Linked DNA regions of Danio rerio: region 2 is linked to region 1. The links are chromatin contacts, called in public Hi-C maps. All regions are on one chromosome and are shown on one strand. The core of a region is the stretch at or near the end of the contact, and the rest is flanking DNA. Distances in the headings are between cores, read along the strand shown.

The links. A called contact is a pair of places that touch in the nucleus more often than the background predicts.
Region 2: a contact with region 1 is called in a Hi-C map of an unstated tissue, with 2.4 times the contacts expected there. The contact joins the enhancer-like site here to the promoter of zbed4l1 in region 1. A contact is called at or near these places in 3 of 18 Hi-C or Micro-C datasets (caudal fin, hematopoietic stem cells and an unstated tissue) and 1 of 4 datasets of contacts at active chromatin or transcription factors (embryo).

The regions. Positions count from the first base shown.
Region 1 is chr3:29,286,124-29,290,304 of GRCz12tu, reverse strand. zbed4l1 (zinc finger BED-type containing 4-like 1) reads right to left here and starts at 1,921. Exons shown (of 3, transcript XM_001340680.10): 1 at 1,551-1,921; 2 at 565-1,238; 3 at 1-411. The coding sequence starts at 1,742.
Region 2 is chr3:29,432,373-29,436,623 of GRCz12tu, reverse strand. No RefSeq gene overlaps it. Among named protein-coding and RNA genes, the nearest start is that of syt3, 22 kb to the right of the region's middle. Within about 2 kb of position 2,058, at least 13 of the 62 cell types and tissues checked have an H3K27ac peak or open chromatin away from gene starts, as enhancers often do.

The sequences.
Region 1 (4,181 bases), core at 672-3,171:
GGAACCACTAGAGACATAGATGTGGTGTCACTCTGAAGAGTTTTAGTGTGTTCTGCAAAAGGCAGCAATAGGTCATGCAATGAGGAAAGCTTTTGCCACTCACTAGTAAGCAAACTGTCCCATCCCATGTCATTTGAGATTTGACAGACTGCATCTTTGACTTTGAGGAGTCGTGTGATCATGTTAAATGTGCTTGACCAGCGTGTGGGGCAGTCATTTACAACAATAACACCACATTGGTCCAATAACTTTTGTGTTGCAACTGAGGACTTGCGAAAGAGCTTCACCACAGACCTAGCTTTATCGAGAACTCTTTTGACAGTTGTTTCTTTCTGCAACATGTGGACCACCAGTTGTATGGTATGCACAACACATGGTGTCCGGTCCAATTCCATGTCGACATGACGATACCTAACAATAAAAAAAAAGAGAATCAAATAAGTCTAAACCTAATAAAGTGGCTGGTGTGCATATGTGTATACTGTATATATCTAGTGTGTGGCAGGGAGTAATAATTTGTGATGATTGACTCTCAGGAAAAAGAATAAAGTAAATATGGCTTACCGCTGGTCATCAATTTCAGAGTCACTCTCGATTGTGGACCCAGGGGAGTCGTCCTCAGAGCTGGTTTCTTCTGCTGTGGTGTTTTTAAAGGCTGCCACCATGTTACTCCCATTGTCCGTTATTACAGTCAGGATCTTCTCCTTTGGTATGGTCCACTCTTGCATGCATTTGTCCACACATGCCTTAATAGCCTGTGCAGTGTGTGGGTGACCTACTTGTTGAAGGGCCAACAATATGTGTGCAGGTTTACTTTTTTCAACACAAAAGTAGCATGCACTTATAGCAAGGAATGAGGCTGTCAATCCTTTTTTTGTCCACAAGTCAAGGCCAATGGATACTTTCCGGGCAGCAGCCAGACTCTCTCTGAACTTCTGTCTTTCATGTTCATACTGTGTTTCAATTAAATTGCTAATTTTAGTTTTCTTTGGAACTGTTAGTCTCCCATCTATCATCCCCATCATTAGCACAAAGTCCTCATCCTCAACTGTTGTGAGTGGTAAACCTGTCCGTCCAATCCATCTAGCTATGGCCTGCTCCTTGGTCTGTTGTTCCTTTGATTCAGTCTTGTACTTTGAAGACCTTAGGAAATCTGAGATGGCCTGCTGCTGTGTTGTACTAGTAGCATCACTAGCTTTATTTCCACCTGGCCCATGGTCATCAGACATCTTCTGTATCTATGAGGATATATAAATGATATACAAAGTTGAGATATTTTTTTCTTTCTTGCCATATAACACACACACACACACACACACACACACACACACACACACACACACACACACACACCTTTTGTCGAGTCATATATAACACCACAACATCTATTATAATAGTACACATATTTATATTAATTAATTCAGCGAGACAATTCGTTTAATCAATACTATTCAAAGTTAATTTCCTTTGGCTTCAATTTTATTCCAAGTTTAGCAGAATCACGGTGGTTTATCTTATAGGATAACCTTAACGTTAGCGTTTATGCTTACCTTGGTGTGGATTTCTGGATGAGCCGTCTGTAAATGTCGCTTCAAGTTGGTGGTGTTTTTCCCAGCGATTTTTACTCCACATGGTTTACAGACGCTCTTGTTGTCCTTGTTGTCATATGTGAAGTTTGACCAGATGTCAATTCTTCGTTTTCGTCCTAGACCAAGCTCTGACATTTCTGTCTGTCTGTTCATGAGACGCTGCGCTCGGACCGAGTGAACAAAACTTTAGCGTGTTGCTAACGAGAAAAGTCAACTTAAATTAACCAACGCTTTGTAACCGAGTATAATGTGTAACTAAATATAATGTATAACAAACGTCATCATAACTTGAAAACCGCGGCTTTTGTTTTGAAAATGGCTTTGCCAAGATCAACCTGCCCTCAAAAGATTCGCTCTGATTGGGTTTCCCCACAAAAGGGTAGTTCTTATTGGATCTCTTCTCCATTCGTCCCGCCCCAACATTTTCCTCTCGTTTTTATTCGTTGACTAAAGTGTCAGTTAAATTTCGTCATCGTCTTCGTCATCGTATCTGACTTTTTATTTAGTTTTTATTTAGTTTTCGTCTGTAAAAAATGTTCGTTGACGAATAATTTTCGTCATAGTCTTCGTCAACGAAATTAACACTGTATAACACATGACCAGTAATCATGCCAGTGATGAGAAAACAACAGCTGAGAAAGCATCTGATCATAGCAGTATGAATATATTTGCACAAGTTCGCAGCTCATCAGCATCATGTCAGCAGATGAGTTAATGAAAATGACACTGTTATTATTGTTACAGCAGTAACAATGCACCATTTACAGCAGAAATGCCAATATGAGACCATCATTTGAGTTTTCTTTTCTTATTTTGTCACATTGACATTACTTTTTGGCATTATTTTGAACATTGTCTAGGCTTTCATGTGTCAGAGCAGAAGAGAGGCTCTCGGGAAAATGTGTAAACATCGCATGCTTTTGATTTTCTCTGCAAAAACCTCCCAAGTCATTAACATAAAATTTATCTGGTTTTCATAGACATCCTTGAACGTCAGAGAAAGCTTTTCATGTTACAAGCTGTTCATACATTGACAATAAAAATGTATTTTTAATACATGCAACTTCTTACAAATAGCTAGACTAGTTTCTCATATACACACAGTACTCAAGCTGCGTAGAGTCCCTGAACCACTAGGAGACTACTTGCACTATAAAGGTGATATAATGACTAGGGCTGTGCAATAGATTTTTTTTTTTTGTTTCATTTTTTATTTCATATTCCAGCAAAGCTACATTCTGTTCCTACTTTTAAAGCGACTGGCTGTCCTTCCTACTGTAATCTCTAAGTAAGATGTAATGTTTTGTGACTGCAAATATTTTTCACATGCTAAAGAAACACTGTTCCACGTCTGTACAAGCTATCTGAGGACTGAAACAGTTTGGGATTTAGAGCATATTTGTCTAGACATGTCTGAACATAAAAGTTATACACTGCAAAACATGCTTCCACGCTGTTCCTTCATGTTGACCCAATTTAATTAATTAATGAATCATTTTATGAATTTAAGTCGTTTGAACATGAAACAATGGGCGACACCGTGGCTCAGTAGTCAGCACTGTCACCTCACAGCAAGAAGGTCACTGAATCTAGTCCCGGCTCGGCCAGTTGGCATTTTTGTGTGGAGTTTGCATGTTCTCCCCCTGTTCGCATGGATTTACTATGGGTGCTCTGGTTTCCCCTATACAGTCCAAAAGACATGCGCTATAGGTGAATGGATTAACTAATTTGGCCAACCCAGGCTCAGTCTGAAAATGTATCTCTATATACATTTCTAGAGAGCGCCAAATACATCCCTTTTTTTGGCAGTATTTGTTTTTTTTTAATCCACCAAAGGCCGCTGTGTACGCTTTTTGGGATCTCAAATTTCTCTTTGCGCTTGGTGTTATCATGTAAATCCACCAGTGGCTGCTGTCGAATGACTGTTTGACTGACTGACTGACTAACTGATCGACTGACCTGCCCTCCTCCTCCTTCCCTAAGCCCAACCAATAGTATTTTCAAAAGCACCGGTTGAGCTGTCCACCCACTTCCAAAAACCCAACAAACAATTTTTAAAAGCAATTTAGAAAAAGAAAAGCCCTCACGTGATTTTTACCTCGTTTAACTTGTTTATTTTATTTTTTGGATTCTGTTTTTGTCTTACTTGCTTTTTGGAAGCGTTTTTCACTGGAATCAAATCCCATCACCATGGTCAACACCTCTCTGCATCTTAAGTTCGTCGACGTACATGATGAGCTAACTGGACAATCTGGTGACAGCTGGAAAGCCATCTATACAGAGGTAAGCAGTCAGCTGGTAAGCACGAAAAGGAACGGCGTCATACTACACCATAGCATTCGTTTTAAACATGAAATGCAGCTTCATGTACTTCTGGCTACATAATTTGTGATCTCCAGAAATGTATATAGGGCTACATTTTCAGAATGAACATGTTGCAACTGGCCATAGTGTATGGGTGTTTCTCAGTAATGGGTTGCGGCTGGAAGGGCATTCACTGTGTAAAACATATGCTGGAATAGTTGGTGGTTCATTCTGCTGTGGCAAACCCTGATAATAATTGTATAGTGTCAACTGATTTTAAACAAGTAG
Region 2 (4,251 bases), core at 809-3,308, 150 kb before region 1:
TACATTTTAAAAGCAATTCAGAGTAATTCATTTAGCAAATGTGTTTCAGGATATACACTCAAATGTACACTACCGGTCAAAAGTTTGTTGGTCAGTAGGTTTTTTAAATGTTTTAAAATATGCTTCTCCGGCTCACCACGGCTGCTTTTATTTAATCAAAAATACAGTACAAATTTTTAAATTGTGAAAAGTTATTGCACTATAAAATTACTTTTCAAAAGTTTATTCATTCATTTTCTTTTGGCTTAGTCCCTTTATTAATCAGGGGTCGCCACAGCAGAATGAACCACCAACTTATCCAGCATATGTTTACCCAACACTGGGAAACACCCATACACATTCATTACTTCAGTCTTCAGTCACATAATCTTTCAAAAATCATGTTAATATTAATAATAATTATTATTACTACTTTTATTAATATTATTATTATTAATGTGATAGCTATAAAAGCAATAACGACTGGAGTAATAATTTAATTTAAAACTACATATAATAAGAAAACAGTTTTTTAAATTTCTTTATAAATATTTTACAATTTAATTATTTTCAAATAATAATCTTCTTTATAAAAAAAAAAGGACCCCAAACTTTTGACCGGTAGTGTGTGTTTGACAGGTCTACTATAATGTTTTGGCTACGGGTGGATGTATGGATGCGTGTAAGAAATGAATTAACAGTAATATATTCATTCACACTAAATTATCTTTTATTTGCTTCAATCATACTTTTCAATGTGACATTAATCTAAAATGAAAATAGCAAAACAATCATTCCTTCATTAATTCATTAATTTTCTTTTCGGCTTAGTCCCTTTATTAATCCACGGTCACCACAGCAGAATGAACCGCCAACTAATCCAGCACGTTTTTTATGCAGCGGATGCCCTTCCAGCCACAAGCCATCTCTGAGAAATACCACACAAACTCATTCACACTCATACACTACGGGCAATTTATCCTACCCAATTCAACTGTAGCGCATGTCTTTGGACTGTGGGGGAAACCGGAGCACATGGAGGAAATCAACGCGAATGCAGGGAGACCATGCAAACTCCACACAGAAACGCCAACTGACCCAGCCGAGGCTTGAATCAGTGACCTTCTTGCTGTGAGGCGACAGCACTACCTACTGCACCACTGCGTTGCCTAGAAAAACAATTATTAAAAATTAAATCAAGCAATTAATAAACACTACAATAATCATTCCTACAATAAAACTTTTTCACACAAATCACAAAAATTGTGTGATGCTTGTTTTAACATTATTATAAGATTTTAAAACAAAACAATTGTTTACAGATCAGAAATTCATTCATTAATTTTTCTTTTATACTTAGTCCCTTTATTATTCTGGGGTCGCTAAAGCAGAATGAACTGGCAACTTATCCAGCATGTTTTATGCAGCAGGTGCACTTCCAGCTGCAACCCACCACTAGGAAACACCCATTCACTCTCATTCACACACATACACAAAGGACAATTTAGCTCACCCAATTTACCTATAGCGCATGTCTTTAGACTTGTGGGGGAAACCGGAGCACCTGGAGGAAACCCACATGATCACAGGGAGAACATGCAAACTCCACACAGATTTGCCAACTGGCCCAGTCGTGGCTCGAACCAGCGACCTTCTTGCTGTGAAGCCACAGTGCTACCCACTGCACCACTGCACCGCACCAACAACAGAAATATAAGCTTAAAATTCAGAATGATTTAAGTCAGCACTTGCTAAAAATAGTAAATGAAATGAATACAATTAAAACACATTTGACATCTTATCTTGACCCATACTGTCATTTATAATAAAAAAATGTCATCTGTGTGACAACTAGCCCTGGCTTTTCTCATAATTAACGGTTGTCCACCCCTAGACACCCTTCATCAACTCCATCTCTGTGAGCGACCAGTCTCAGGTAGCAGCAGAGGGGGAAGGGCTAAGAGAAAGAGAGAGAAATAGCCTCCATTAGCAGAGAGCTGAAGCACCGTAGAGGTTAATCATTACTTCAGCATCACTTCTTCAGCTGAGAGCCAGATGGCTGAGTGGATCCCTCACAGAGACAGAGCAAGAGCTCAGAGCAGCACCCCCTGCTGGACTAAACCAACACAAACACACACACACACACACACACACACACAAAACACAGTTGCCAAGTCTGTTTATAATGTGCAACTTTGGTCTTCCTTTTTTGCTATGTTGCGTGAAAAAAAGTTACTTTGCTTATATAAAAAATAGGGAAATATGTTTAGAAAATATGGCGAGCAATTTAGTTCTGTTTAGTTCTGTTCGCTGTTTGTTTATGATGCACAATAGTTTAGTATAATGTAGTACAGATACTGTTAACAGGGATTTAAGAGGTGTCGTATAGGATTTAAATCAAACTTTGCTTATCAATACATACATAAAACACGTGTATATACATCTATAAATTACTCGCATATACACCTATACTACGGGATGTTCAAAACAACATGGATAAAACTTGTGTATATACATATAAACTTGACGCATGAATACACCCACATACACACGCACATACATATAAACTCGATATAAACTGTGTATATACACAAGTTTCGTCCATGTTGTTTTGAACATCCAGTAGAATAGGTGTATATGCGAGTAATTTATTGGTGTATATACACGTGTTTTATGTATGTGTTGATAAGCAGAGTTTGATTTAAATCCTATATGGCACCTCATAGGGATTGTTTTACCCAAAACAGAAATGTTACTCATTATTCACTCACCCTAAAGTGGTTATAAACCTTTATGGTTTTTTTTTTCTGTTTATAACATAAAAATATATTACAAAGAAAGCTGAAAACCTGTAATCTTTGACTTGCATAGCAGAAATGAGACTATGGAGATCAATGGTTACAGGTTTTCATCTTTCTTCAATATACTGTATCTTCTTTTGTGTCCAACAGAAGAAAGAAACTCTTAAAGGTTTGCAGTAAGTGAACAATGAGTAAATGACATCATTTTCATTTTTCTGGAAACTAACCCTTAAATACTTAATAATTGCAGTAATTGATGCTTTGTGTGAAATATAGAAGTAACTTTCTTAAAACTATCAGTGAAGTATTGAATAAAACCTGGTAGAGTTTGGTATAATTATTGTTCTTACAGTTCATCTATCAAATACTAAAAAAGCAACTGAATTAAAAGAATAATGAAATACTTTCAGCAGACCTTGAATAACCCCCAAAACTCTCAAGACTCTAAAACCCTCTCTTCCTGCTGCAATATAATAGATGTTTATTAAATATTACTGTTGAAAATACAGAGAGAAAATAATCTGGAGGAACAAACAGTGAACTCAAAAAAGATTTGTTCACAGATATGCTGATGATACTAATGCCAACTTTAAATACTAAGCGTAACGTTTTTTTTCATGATGAATAACAAAGCCAAATATATCTATCACTCAGTTTTCAGGTACAGTATATATTCAAGAGAGAGAAACACACAACTAAATATATGGATTGCTTGAAGCTAAACCTTATTATTTTAAAGGATTTGTTTTAAATTATATGGGACATATAAAGTGGTGAAGTTCTTTAATCCAATCTTTCTTTTAATTTGTTTTATTTTATTGTGAATATTTGTACACTACCTGAAAAAGTCCTGTTGCCTATCCAAGTTTTAGAAACATCAAGCAATAACTTGACTTCTAGTTGATCATTTGGCATCAGAAAGGGTTCATATGGAAGAAAAAGACCTCTAGATTGCACTTATTTTACTACAAAAAAAAAACATGATCATGCCTTGATTTTTAATTACTTAAATAGGACAGTAAGGTCTGACTTTGCTGTGACAAAAGTCTTGTCACTTAACAGGTGGCCAATCTTGGAGCACCTTGACCTTCTTTGCTGTCAGGAACTTCGATGTGGAGGCTAAAGTATGAGAAGGAGCGCTATCCTGCTGAAGAATTTGCCCTCTCCTGTGATTTGTAATGTAATGAGCAGCACATATGTCTTGAAACCTCAGGCTGTTGATGTTGTCATCCACTCTGCAGATCTCTCGCATGCCCCCAGACTGAATATAACCCCAAACCATGATTTTTCCTTCACCAAACTTGACTAAATTATGTGAGAATCTTGGGTCCATGCAGGTTCCGATAGGTCTTCTGCAGTATTTGTGACATCAGCAGTTCAACAGATGATTCATCTGAAAAATCCATTTTCTGCCACTTTTCCAAATGATCAACTAAAAGTCGAGTTACTATTGGTTGCTCTTACAACTGGG